4 separate regions of the Zea mays genome follow, and regions 1, 2 and 3 are each linked to region 4. The links are chromatin contacts, called in public Hi-C maps. All regions are on one chromosome and are shown on one strand. The core of a region is the stretch at or near the end of the contact, and the rest is flanking DNA. Distances in the headings are between cores, read along the strand shown.

Region 1 (2,700 bases), core at 178-2,677, 250 kb after region 4:
CGCCGCCCTTGCCCTCGTCGCCCTTAAGCATGTTGCCAGTGTAGAACTGCAGGCCCGGCTGGTCGGCCCACAGCTCCATGACGCGCCCGGAGTCCGCCTCGCTGACCACGGCCACCTTGCGCACGCCTTGCCCGTCCGTCTCGCCGTCCAGCACGTAGTTGATGTCGTACCCACCCTCGACCTCGGCGATGTGCGCGCCGGGCGCCGCCGGGGCGCGGAAGTCGAAGGGAGTGCCGGCGACGGGGGTGACCGCGCCCGTCGGGATGAGGCCGCGGCCCACGGGCGTGACCGCGGACGCGAAGATCTGGACGGCGTGGCGCAGGACGGTGCCGTTGCCGTGGCCGCGGAGGTTCCAGTACGTGTGCTGCGCCAGGTTCACGGGGGTGGGCTTGTCCAGCGGCCGCGCGTACATGGTGACGCTGTACGAGCAGTCGCCGTCGATCTTGTAGGTGACCAGCACGTCCAGGTTGCCCGGGAACCCTTGCTCGCCGTCGTAGCTGCGGTAGGCGAAGGTGATGTGCGGGAACTCCCCCGTGACGCGCTCCCGGACGGACCAGAACACCTGGTTGAACCCGCGGTGGCCGCCGTGGAGCGTGTTGTTGCCGTCGTTCCGATACGTGTGGTAGGCGTGGTCCCTGATGGTGAACCGCCCGCCGGCGATGCGGTTCGCCACGCGCCCCACCAGCGCGCCGAAGTAGGTCGTGTCGTTCTGTTGTTTTATCATCAGTAGATTGCAAATCAAATCTCAATAAGTAGTAGATGTCGTCGTGCGTGCATGGGGGGATTCATCAGCATTGTTCTCTTACCACGTACGATCCGATGTTCTTGTAGCCAAGAACGACGTCGTCGATGTGCCCTGTGCCGCAGGAACCAGAAATTAAACAGATTAATTCGCACGCAAAGATCAGGCGCAGGAATGTAAGGCATTTTGGTCACCGTTCTTATCGGGGAGCCTGACGGAGAGGATGGTGGCGCCCCAGTTGGTGACGACCATGGAGAACTCGCCCCGACGCAGCTCGTAGAACCCCAGGGACTGCTTCCCTCGCTTCCTCGCCTCCACGCCGCCACTCCCGAGCGCCACCAAGACGACGGCCAGGCACAGGACGAGCAGGATTCCTCTCTTGGCTCCAGCCATCGATGCCTCCCCTCAGCTAACAACCTACTACTACTCTATCTATCTGTCTGCACTGGAGATGTGATTGCCTATTTATAGAGGACGATGGATGATGACGATATAATCTGCAGATAACGGGCACCGATATAATCTGCAGGCAGTTCTAAGTTCTAACCGTCGCAAATTGACCACTGACCAGTCAAACCCCCGGCGCACCCGCGAACCCGCCCCTCCGTCCTTAACGGGTCAGGTCTTTCAGACGGCCTCCTCCTAACCTGACCCAGTGACCCGACCCGCAGAAAAAATCCAGTCAGCGAAGGGTTCCTCTGACCGGGCGAGGCTCTCATGGCGGCGGCTGACCCCGAGACGGCGGCGGCGCTGCGGGGGGAGGTCGCCGCGCTGCGGATGCGCGTACAGGTGTGGAGCCCTAGCTGCAGTTTTGATCTGTGCTTGCTATGCATGTCTTCGCCTAATCGTTGCCATGGGTTCGGTACGTTTTTCTCCTCCTAAATTGCGGGTTGGAATTTGGATGTGGCTAGGAGCTGGAGGCAGAGAATCAGAGGCTGGCAAGGATTGCTTCGACCTGTACCTGCGGATTCAAGGTGACGGCTCTTCACTCTCTTTCGGCTGCAACTGCAAAGATATGTAGGCATGAACACGAGGTGTGGTAGAGCGGTTTTGTTCCTTAAGCCTTATTTATAGACACGAGGGATTTGACAACCGGATTCGTACTTATACCATTTTCACCTTTTGGAGGGTAGTGTGAGGTATCGGTATAGTTTGCAGTAACTATTCCATGCGATTGCTTGTTGGCTGGAAAAAAATGAAAGATTTTGCTGTTTTGCTGCTTTCCTGTTTTAGTTAAGACATATAATATTATGATGCATCTGTGAGGAAAGACAATGACTGCCTATAATCCGTATCGGCTTCTACTGCTTTTACAATGTTTTGTCTCTATGGATTGCAGCTGCAGCAGCCCGAATAGCCAGCTTTAATTCGAAGCGAACAACCTGTATGATTCAGTCAGCTCCAGAAGATGCAATTGCCACTGTTGTTTATGAGAGCTAATTAGAGCATCTCCAAGAGAGGTTTTAAATGTGACCCTATTTTAATATAGGGCTCGGAACCATAAAACACCCTTCCAACAATGGCCATATTTTATAAAATTTCACCAAACGATTATATGGCTTGGTCTCTTGGGTCCTAAATATAGTACCCTATATACTGAAGCCCTATTCTCATTAACTCTCTCCAACCATTAGTTTCCTAATACCATGATTTATTTCCTAAATAGTATTGTTTAAGGCCTGACTGTTGGAGGACAAAATTGTTTTGAGGCCCTAAACAATCTAAACACGGTCCTATTTCAAAATTTAGGACTATTTTAGAGTTTATTGTTGGAGATGCTCTTAGAACTTATCTTTCTGGCATCGACCAAAACTTTTTTAAGGTTGTTTCTCTGCCTATAAATTGTTGCGACATGATAATCTTTGTTATAGCATGTGCTGACATGAATTACAGGGAGAATTGAGAACATGTAATGGTTGTTTGCTGCCAGAGAATACATGCTAACAGAAAGTTTCCAT
Region 2 (2,700 bases), core at 43-2,542, 180 kb after region 4:
TACGTACTCATCTTAATGTCGACACTTACTATCCATGGCCCTAAGATATACTCCCTCCGGTGCAGTAAATGTAGTCGTTTAGGACATGATTGTGCATACCAAGGAGTGATTAATTATCATGGAGTTTTCTCTGTTTGCCCTTATTAAATAGGGATATGGGTAACGTGTTTCACACTATCTTTGGATAGATTTTTTTTGTGTCAACTCTCATGTTTCACGCTTCCTTTGGACAGATTTTGATTTGAACTTACCTCTAGATGAGTTTGGCGCGGTTGTAGAGAACCACCGACGAAAAGAGATGACAAAAGATATGAGGAAACAAGTGTACCAAGCGTTGTTGGCTAGAAGCAATAACGGGAGACTCCACAAGAAAGATACCCAAATTGTTGCCAACCAATTTGATCTCCACCTTCGGTCAGTGCAGCGCGTATGGAACAGAGGTAAAATGCAACTTGCAAACTCGGTGCCGGTTGTGGTTGCTAGTCTAAAAAAGGGAAGAGTTGGTCGTAAAGCAATTCCTCTGCTGCTGAGTCCGGCACGAGCTCGAAGGAGTCCAGCGTGAGCTCGAAGGAGTCCGGCGCGACCTCGAAGGAGTCCAGCACGAGCTCGAAGGAGTCCAACGTGGATTCTGAGTCAGACGCGACGGAGTCCAGTGACATCTCGGAGTCCAGCGACATCTCGGAGTCCAGCGAGGACGAGACGTCATCCTTGGCCACGGCGAGCGCAGAGTCGGAGTCCATGGCGAGGCGCGAGCAAGGAAAGCGAATGCGAGACGCGAGCAGAGTCGTGCGGTGTTTGCATGTCAGGCGCGCGGTGTTTGCATGTTTGGCGTGGGCGTTAATGCATCACGTTGGTTTCCTTGCATCGTGCGGTGTTTGCATGCGAGACGGAGTAATAATGCATGGCGTGCGGTGTTAATGCATGGCAACGGGCGACGCAGAAAACGAAGCAACGGGCGACGCAATTACTCAGGGGCAGTGACGTCCAAATTCTAGACCCATGCGTGCTACGATTTCTTTTGTGCACGTTCGGTCACACGCAGAATGACTTCCTTTACTGTACCGGAGGGAGTACATGTGATCTCCGGGCATGTGGTTTATTTTACTCTGGTCTCTGGGACTCTCATGATGATGATCATGTCAGCGGTGCCAACGATTGTGGATCGCGATGACACGACAGCGTAGGAGATGTTGATGGGCTGAGTCGGACGAGACGCCAGCAGGATGGCCCTTGGCGCGAGCCAGATGCCAACAGCCCTGTGGATGTGGGTGGCAGCGTGGAGGCTCGTGGCCGCCACACCCGCTGCAGCGTTACAGGAGGCGCATGCGCCTAGCCGTGGAGGAGCACGCGGCGGCACGCGCCAGGCGGGAGCGCCGGAGGGTGCCGCCCACGCGTCCACGCGTGCCCCTCCCCCAGCCTGCCACCTCCCGCACGCCCTCCTGGCCCGCGCGGGTAGGCCGAGCCCACCGGCGCCCAACGGAACGGCACGAGCCGTTACGTGGCCGCGCCGCGCGCGACCCACCGCCTTCTTCTTTTCTGTTTCTTTTTCTCCCCCTCCAGCCGCCCGTCCTCTCGGTCTCCGACCACGACTGTGCGCCTTCCTAAGTAACCCTAGCTCGGCGCCCTCCCTCCGCGACATCCAAGCCCGGCAATCTCATCGTCGCGCTTGCACCGTTACGCAGTGCGACCTCTGCGTCTTCGAATCCAGGTAGGTAGGTAGACTTGCCTGCTGTTGGTGGCCGGAGGGCCGCTGTTGCCACGCCGCCTCAGGGGAGATGGATGGGCATGGGCTAATTGATTGGTTTATTGGTCCGCTCATGGTTCGTAGGTCTCTGCAGGAAGGTAGAGAGGAGGAGGAGGTTTGTGGCAGGATTTGACCAGCCCAATGGTTCCATCCGAGATGGGGAGCGTCGCCACCGCCGTCAGCACGCCTGCTGCGGACAAGCTGCTCCATGGGTAAGAGGCCTGTTTGGAAACAAGAGCTAATTGCTAGCTATTTAAAAATGACCCCTAGCTCCGTATCCATAGTGTATCCAAACTAACAACTGACTTAACTTTTTTAACTAGTTGTTAGCCAACCTTAGCTAATTTGAGCTAATTTCTAGTCCAATTAGTAACACTAAGTCTCCTCGGACCGGAATGGAACTTTCAAGATTCAATTCCTTTTGGGGTGTCGGTGTTTCCATTGGGTGGTACAGTATGTTGCAGAGTTTTGTCTGCGTGTGTTGTCTTGTGTCCTCCGGTGGACTATAGAGTTAATGGCACTATGCAACAATATTGGTATCCAAGAAGTTAGTTCTCGTAACAAAGTAATGGGATTAGTTTAGGATTAAGCACGGCTTGGATAGAAATGGGCATGAAAACGGCTGCTAAATTTCTGAATTCTGGATTAACTCCTATCAGTTAGGCACTTAGGCTGCTGTATAATTTTATTGCTGTTTCCTGCCAATTTGATTCTTTTCGTGGGAATGAAGTGGACATGAAAGCGGCTGCATGCTTGTGTCGACGACTTCTTGCTGAAAATGGTGTTCTGTCTACCTCGTCTCGTATAGGCCTATCTCTGGCAAGAAGTGCAAGAAACCAGGCCCGAGGAAGATTCATAAGGCTGAGAGGGAGAAGCTTAAACGAGACCACCTAAATGATCTCTTTGTTGAGCTGGGTAATATGCTAGGTGAGCACTTTATTGCGAACCCCATAATT
Region 3 (2,700 bases), core at 40-2,539, 140 kb before region 4:
AATGGAGCTGCTCATCAACTGCAAATGGCCAGAGGGTATTTGACTCCGTATTACCTCGCCCAGCATTACTATGCCAATGATCCTTTGACCAGCAGGCAAGTATTTTTTTTACTACTCCTACACAGTTGCATTTGTGTAATGTAATCTAAACCATCATACATGATGGTTATATGTGCGTCGTCGCCAGCAGGCTGTTTACGACGAACGGCGGCGGTCACCCTTCGTCCCATCACAACCATACTCGTCAGGACGATCAGATCCAGAGCGCTGTCACTATACAGGCTGCCTCGTCTGAGGTATCTGTTTTTCTTCTTCTCAAATTATAAAGCTATTTTAATTTTTTAAGAGTCAAAAGATATACTAAGTTCGACTAAGTTTATATAATAAAATAATATTATTTACGATACTAAATAATTATAATAAAATTTATTGTTTACAGTATAACTATTCGATACCATAAAAAAAATATTTCTATATTTGTTATCGAGATACTTTGACTTATAAAATATTTAGGATAATTTAAAATGATTAAACTAATATATATATATATATATATATAATAAAAGATACCTAGAAAAATTCTAAACAAATAGAATTTAGAGCGGAGCAAGTAAATTACCGAACCTTTATCCCCGTAATCTACCGATTCAATTTTCAGTGGCGAGAATGTTCATTACAGTACGGTTTTACCCGGTCTGACGTGCAGAGCTCATCATCGGTGAGCCAGTGGCAGCAGGGTCACCGGCGAGCGCGTGCCAAGCCCAAGCCTGGCCAGACGACGGCGCCGCCCCAGGTCGCATTCGTGGACCTCGGAGACTCGGACGACGACAATGGCGGCGGCGACGTCGAGGAGCTGGACTTGGAGCTCAAACTATAGAACGAAGTAGGATTTTTGCTGTCCAAATGTTAGGTTCTCGATCCAACAATGTGTTAATTAAATTCTTTATCTGCATGGCTGCACTGCATAGAAGCTGTCAAAATCCATTACTACAGCTGGTACACACTTCGAGCGTACCGTACGTATATTCCATTGTGTAGAGCAGTTTGGTTTCCTGTGAGTATAAATAAATATATAACGTTTACTGTTTCGTCGTGTAATAAAAATAAAATAAAAGTCGTCTTGCCGCGCCGTTGACGTAAGATTTGCACGGCGCCTTCCACTCTGCCCCTGTCCCTACTATAAAAGCGTTCGCCCCCCGTCATTTTGATAAAAACCATGTAAAAATATATCTAAATAAAATATAAAATAAAAGGCTCGACGTCGTCGTCACCTCTCTCGCCGTCCACGAGTCACGGCGGGCGGGCGGCGGCGGCGGCCGGGGGTCCCGGTTGCACACGGCTCGCCACCATGCCTGACCCCACCACCAAACTCCCCTCTCCACGCCCCCGCCGGCGCCGCAGGCTCTTCAGCCTCTGCCTCGGCACAGCGCTCCTCGCGCTCATCGTCTCCGCGCTCGTCCACGTCGTCGCCCAGCCGCCGGGTCCCGCTCCCGCCTCCGCGCGCTTCTCCGTCATCATAGACGGAGGCAGCACGGGCACCCGGGCCCACGTCTTCGCGGCGGGGCCCGACGGCCGCCCGGATCTGGCGCGCTCCACCGTGATGCGCGTCTCCCCGGGCCTCTCGTCCTTCGCCGCCGACCCGGCGCGGGCCGGGGAGTCCCTGAAGCCTCTGTTAGATTTTGCGAGGGATAAGATTGGCGGCGCCGTTAGGGAGGCGGAGGTGCGGCTCATGGCCACCGCAGGGCTGCGCCTGCTCGAGGAGCGCGCCCAGGAGGCGATCTTAGCGTCTTGTAGGGACGTTCTACGAGCCTCTGGGTTCCGGTTCGAGGACGCGTGGGCCAAGGTGATCCCAGGTACTGCTTGTCCCTTGCCATTTTCTGCCATCTGGGGCAAGTCACTGTACTTTAGCTGTAAAATGTTCGGTCGCTGATTGCACTATGGATAGGGGATTGGATGCTTAAGCTCTAAAATGCTCGGTCTGATTGCATTGTGGTAAGGGAATTGGGTTTTTAAATTAGATGACCAATAATGCAATGAATTGGAAATGCTAACTGATTCCAGGTGTGTTGTGTATGTAAAGAGAGTGCCAATTGCTGCGGGTTTGTTGTTGCAAATCTGCAATAGATGTGAGTCGATGGATTTAGAAATGACTAGCAGAAATATGTAGTGGAGATGCAGCTTTAGGGGATTCCTATATGACACTTCTGTTGGTTGACTAAGAAAAAACTGGAATCAATATGACGGCATGCAGCAATTTATAACCAATCTATGCAGTGCAAATTAGTAACTAGCTTAATTTCGTTGTTTGTGTGTTTTTTTTGGGAGGGGGGGGGGGGGGGGGTTATGGTGTGTAAAAGTGTTTTTTGTATCATTAGCTGTTACACTTGCTGGTTCTTCTTTTACAGGCTCGGATGAAGGTGTCTATGCTTGGGTTGCGGCAAATTATGCTCTTGGAAGACTTGGAGGGGATCCTAACAAAACCGTTGGAATAATTGAACTTGGGGGCGCTTCAGCTCAGGTTTAGTGATGAGTGCATACACAGTTTATGATCTTGCATCTTGCTTAGCTACAGTGCATGCTAATGAGTCCCTGACACTGTACTAACATTGAAAAGGGCTCAGCTGAAATTATGATTTCTTTAAACTTTATAAATGCCTTCAGTAATATAGGAATACAGGATGGTCAAATTCCACTTGTGGT
Region 4 (2,700 bases), core at 74-2,573:
CTCTACATTCAATTCTTAGTTTCCCAACATGTGCTTTGTATTCCCATGAAAACTCATAAGTAGCTTTAATGAGAACAACTGCATAATTGTCTGAAGTTTTATGAATGAATCGGCAGCTTTTTTCCCCCCCTCTATTGTCTGTTCCTTCTTGAAGTTGATTTGTCGTGATGCTATTTTCAGTCTTAAAGAGTAGTTTAGACTGAGAACCGTACCACCTTAAGAAAAACTGTAGCTGGTGGGCAAACGGAAAGAAGTTCAACAAAAGGAAAAGGTAAAAAAAGAGAAAGTACAGTATGTTCAAACGGACCTCCGTACCCTTGCTTCTGTGAAAAGCGAGCGGTCTGTTCGGCCTTGGCTTGTCCACACCTGCAAATATGCAACCAGATCATCTGATAAAACCATAATAACTTCAATTGGGGTGAAATATCGTCTGGAATGTAATGTTTCCCTGCCTTGAAAAAGAGAGCAAGCAAACTTCATTGACTCTTGATCGGTCTCAGTGGAAGTTCGTCTGCATTAAATAGATTGTCACATAGGAATTTTTGTTGACATGACAATATATTTTAAGAAAAGAGAAGAAATGATGAAACTCTTTTGCTAGGATTATCAACTCCTTTTGAGTCATAAAATTAAATGCCTATGAAAGTATAGAATGAAACTTTCTATTGATGGTGCATGTTCCTAAGCTAACAAAATATTATCATCAAGTGCTCGCAAGAAAAAACAAAATATATTTTCAGGCAGGAAACAAGACCAGAGCAAAGCATTCCTTCTTGGCGTTTGAGAAATGGAAGCAGCGAAGAACCCTCGGGGATGGTGAAGCGGAACAGTGGTTTGTCCTGGAGCATCTGCACTGAACTGGACGCCCCCGTGCGATGTTAGTCGCTTGTTTCATTGGTGCCAGCTAAGTAGCGATGGCTGAAGAAGCCAGACCACGCTTCCCACCTTCCCTAAAAGCCATGGCTACTCGGCTAGGCATTCCATCGAGCAGATGGGCGGCGCTCCTATATGAACAGAGGCGCACAATGTAGGATCGGCAATTTGCATCGGCGAGGCTGCGGTGGCTGAGAACAATCGCAGCAAATGGAACTGGGATCGGAGCGATGGATATCGTCGATGTAGATTCCTGCGCCGAGGAATTTGCGTGGGAATTCGGAAATGCAGAGGCCGGACTGGAGGCCCAGCTGCAGAGCAGACGCGTTTTTTGTGCGGAAGAAGCCGCACCGCATGTAAACGCCCTCTCCATCTACCCGCCCACGTGTCCGATTCCGATCTGACGGACCGGATGGAAGCACCGGAACTGCCGGCCCAGCCGGTCGACTTTGAAGGCGAAAACGCGGAAGAGAAAGAGAGGACAGAGGAGCCCGCTTCAGGCTTCAGGCTTCAGGCGGACACATCCCTCGCCTCAATAGCTCCGCCGCTGGCGATTAGTGAAGAGAGCTCCGAGGTGGTATCCCTTGTATCGCATAGATTCCGGACTCTAGTCGTCGCGGTTCTCGCAAGGTCCGCGGATCCGCGCCCCGCTCTGGATCTCCGCTTGATTTGTTGTTCTGGAAGGTGTGTACAAGAATGGCTCGGAGTTCCGCCTCTTGTGATCTCCGCTTCTCTGTTGCAGCCTGCTATTTTGACCCATTGTCCCCTTGCAGTACCTCGGCGATTGGGTAGTGGCTAGTCTTTGTTTGGGTTTAGCGGCTGCAGAATTCTAGGGGGATTGGGTGAATTATAAGTAGGGTAACGCGAAGGAAAAACCATTGAATTTACAATTATTCCTTTTCATTACGCCATGGAGTCTACTCTGCAAATTGAGATCCCGTAATGACGAACCCTGGTTTCCTACATTTACTTGTCATGTGTTGAGATAGGTGGCTCTAATTTTTGGTATTGTCGAATAATATTTTTGGATTTTAATAGATATTTGTTGCTCTCCAGGTTCTGCAAGGACCATTGAATTTTAACCGATAATTTAACATTACATTTGCTAGTTATTTTATACTGAAAAGGTGTGTGTGATGCAGCATTGAATGTTAGTTTAATTTAATTGTTATAATTTATAGTAGCTGGCAAGAGTGGTTAAGGTTTTCAACCAGTGATATGATACCCAAATTCTCTTGGTAATCTTTTCGACCATGCAACATATCGCCATATCGGTGGCTTTTGACAAAATCTAGATCTTTTTTTAAGGGAAATCTAGATCTAGGACTTTATGGATTTACTTCCTAATTCCTCCCTTTTCCTATTGTTAAGGAACTTCTTAGTTGATATCGTTTTACATAGATATCAACTAAACTGACTCACTGAATCTTAATTTTAAGGTATGGCACGAAACTTGACCGACAACAGGACCAGAAATACACTAGTTATGATTGTGATTTTTGGTCTCTGTTCCTTCTTCTATCTCTTGGGTGTTTGGCAGAAAAGTGGTTCTGGAGGAGGAGACGGGATACAGACTTGGGTCAATGAACAGACCAAATGTGCACAACTTCCAAATCTGAGTTTTGAGACCCACCATAGTGCATCCAACCTTCTGAATGATACTGATAATTCCAAAATTGAACCATTCAAGCCATGTGATGAGCAATACACTGATTACACTCCTTGTGAGGAGCAAAGTCGTGCAATGACCTTCCCTAGAGATAACATGATCTATCGGGAGAGGCATTGTCCACCGGATAAGGAGAAGCTTTATTGCCTGATCCCAGC

Evidence for each region. Hi-C and Micro-C count contacts between places; a contact is called where the count stands out from the background.
Region 1: a contact with region 4 is called in a Hi-C map of leaf, with 7 times the contacts expected there. The contact joins the promoter of LOC100279238 here to the promoter of LOC103635742 in region 4. A contact is called at or near these places in 2 of 25 Hi-C or Micro-C datasets (ear and leaf).
Region 2: a Hi-C map of leaf shows a contact between it and region 4, with 7 times the contacts expected there. The contact joins the promoter of LOC100282178 here to the promoter of LOC103635742 in region 4. A contact is called at or near these places in 5 of 25 Hi-C or Micro-C datasets (bundle sheath, ear, leaf and 1 more).
Region 3: a contact with region 4 is called in a Hi-C map of tassel, with 2.6 times the contacts expected there. The contact joins the promoter of LOC100273224 here to the promoter of LOC103635742 in region 4. A contact is called at or near these places in 4 of 25 Hi-C or Micro-C datasets (ear, endosperm, leaf and 1 more).

The regions. Positions count from the first base shown.
Region 1 is chr1:65,895,282-65,897,981 of Zm-B73-REFERENCE-NAM-5.0, forward strand. LOC100279238 (pseudouridylate synthase) reads left to right here and starts at 1,428. Exons shown (of 18, transcript NR_158723.1): 1 at 1,428-1,531; 2 at 1,654-1,716. It overlaps LOC100283171 (aldose 1-epimerase), which reads right to left and starts at 1,180. Exons shown (of 3, transcript NM_001156073.2): 1 at 937-1,180; 2 at 807-856; 3 at 1-709. The coding sequence starts at 1,135.
Region 2 is chr1:65,827,763-65,830,462 of Zm-B73-REFERENCE-NAM-5.0, forward strand. It overlaps LOC100282178 (amelogenin precursor like protein), which reads left to right and starts at 1,293. Exons shown (of 5, transcript NM_001155090.1): 1 at 1,293-1,708; 2 at 1,839-1,956; 3 at 2,553-2,671. The coding sequence starts at 1,886.
Region 3 is chr1:65,509,738-65,512,437 of Zm-B73-REFERENCE-NAM-5.0, forward strand. LOC100273224 reads left to right here and starts at 1,290. Exons shown (of 8, transcript NM_001147666.1): 1 at 1,290-1,853; 2 at 2,406-2,518. The coding sequence starts at 1,349.
Region 4 is chr1:65,646,277-65,648,976 of Zm-B73-REFERENCE-NAM-5.0, forward strand. LOC103635742 (probable methyltransferase PMT2) reads left to right here and starts at 1,324. Exons shown (of 7, transcript XM_035964005.1): 1 at 1,324-1,557; 2 at 2,313-2,700. The coding sequence starts at 2,315.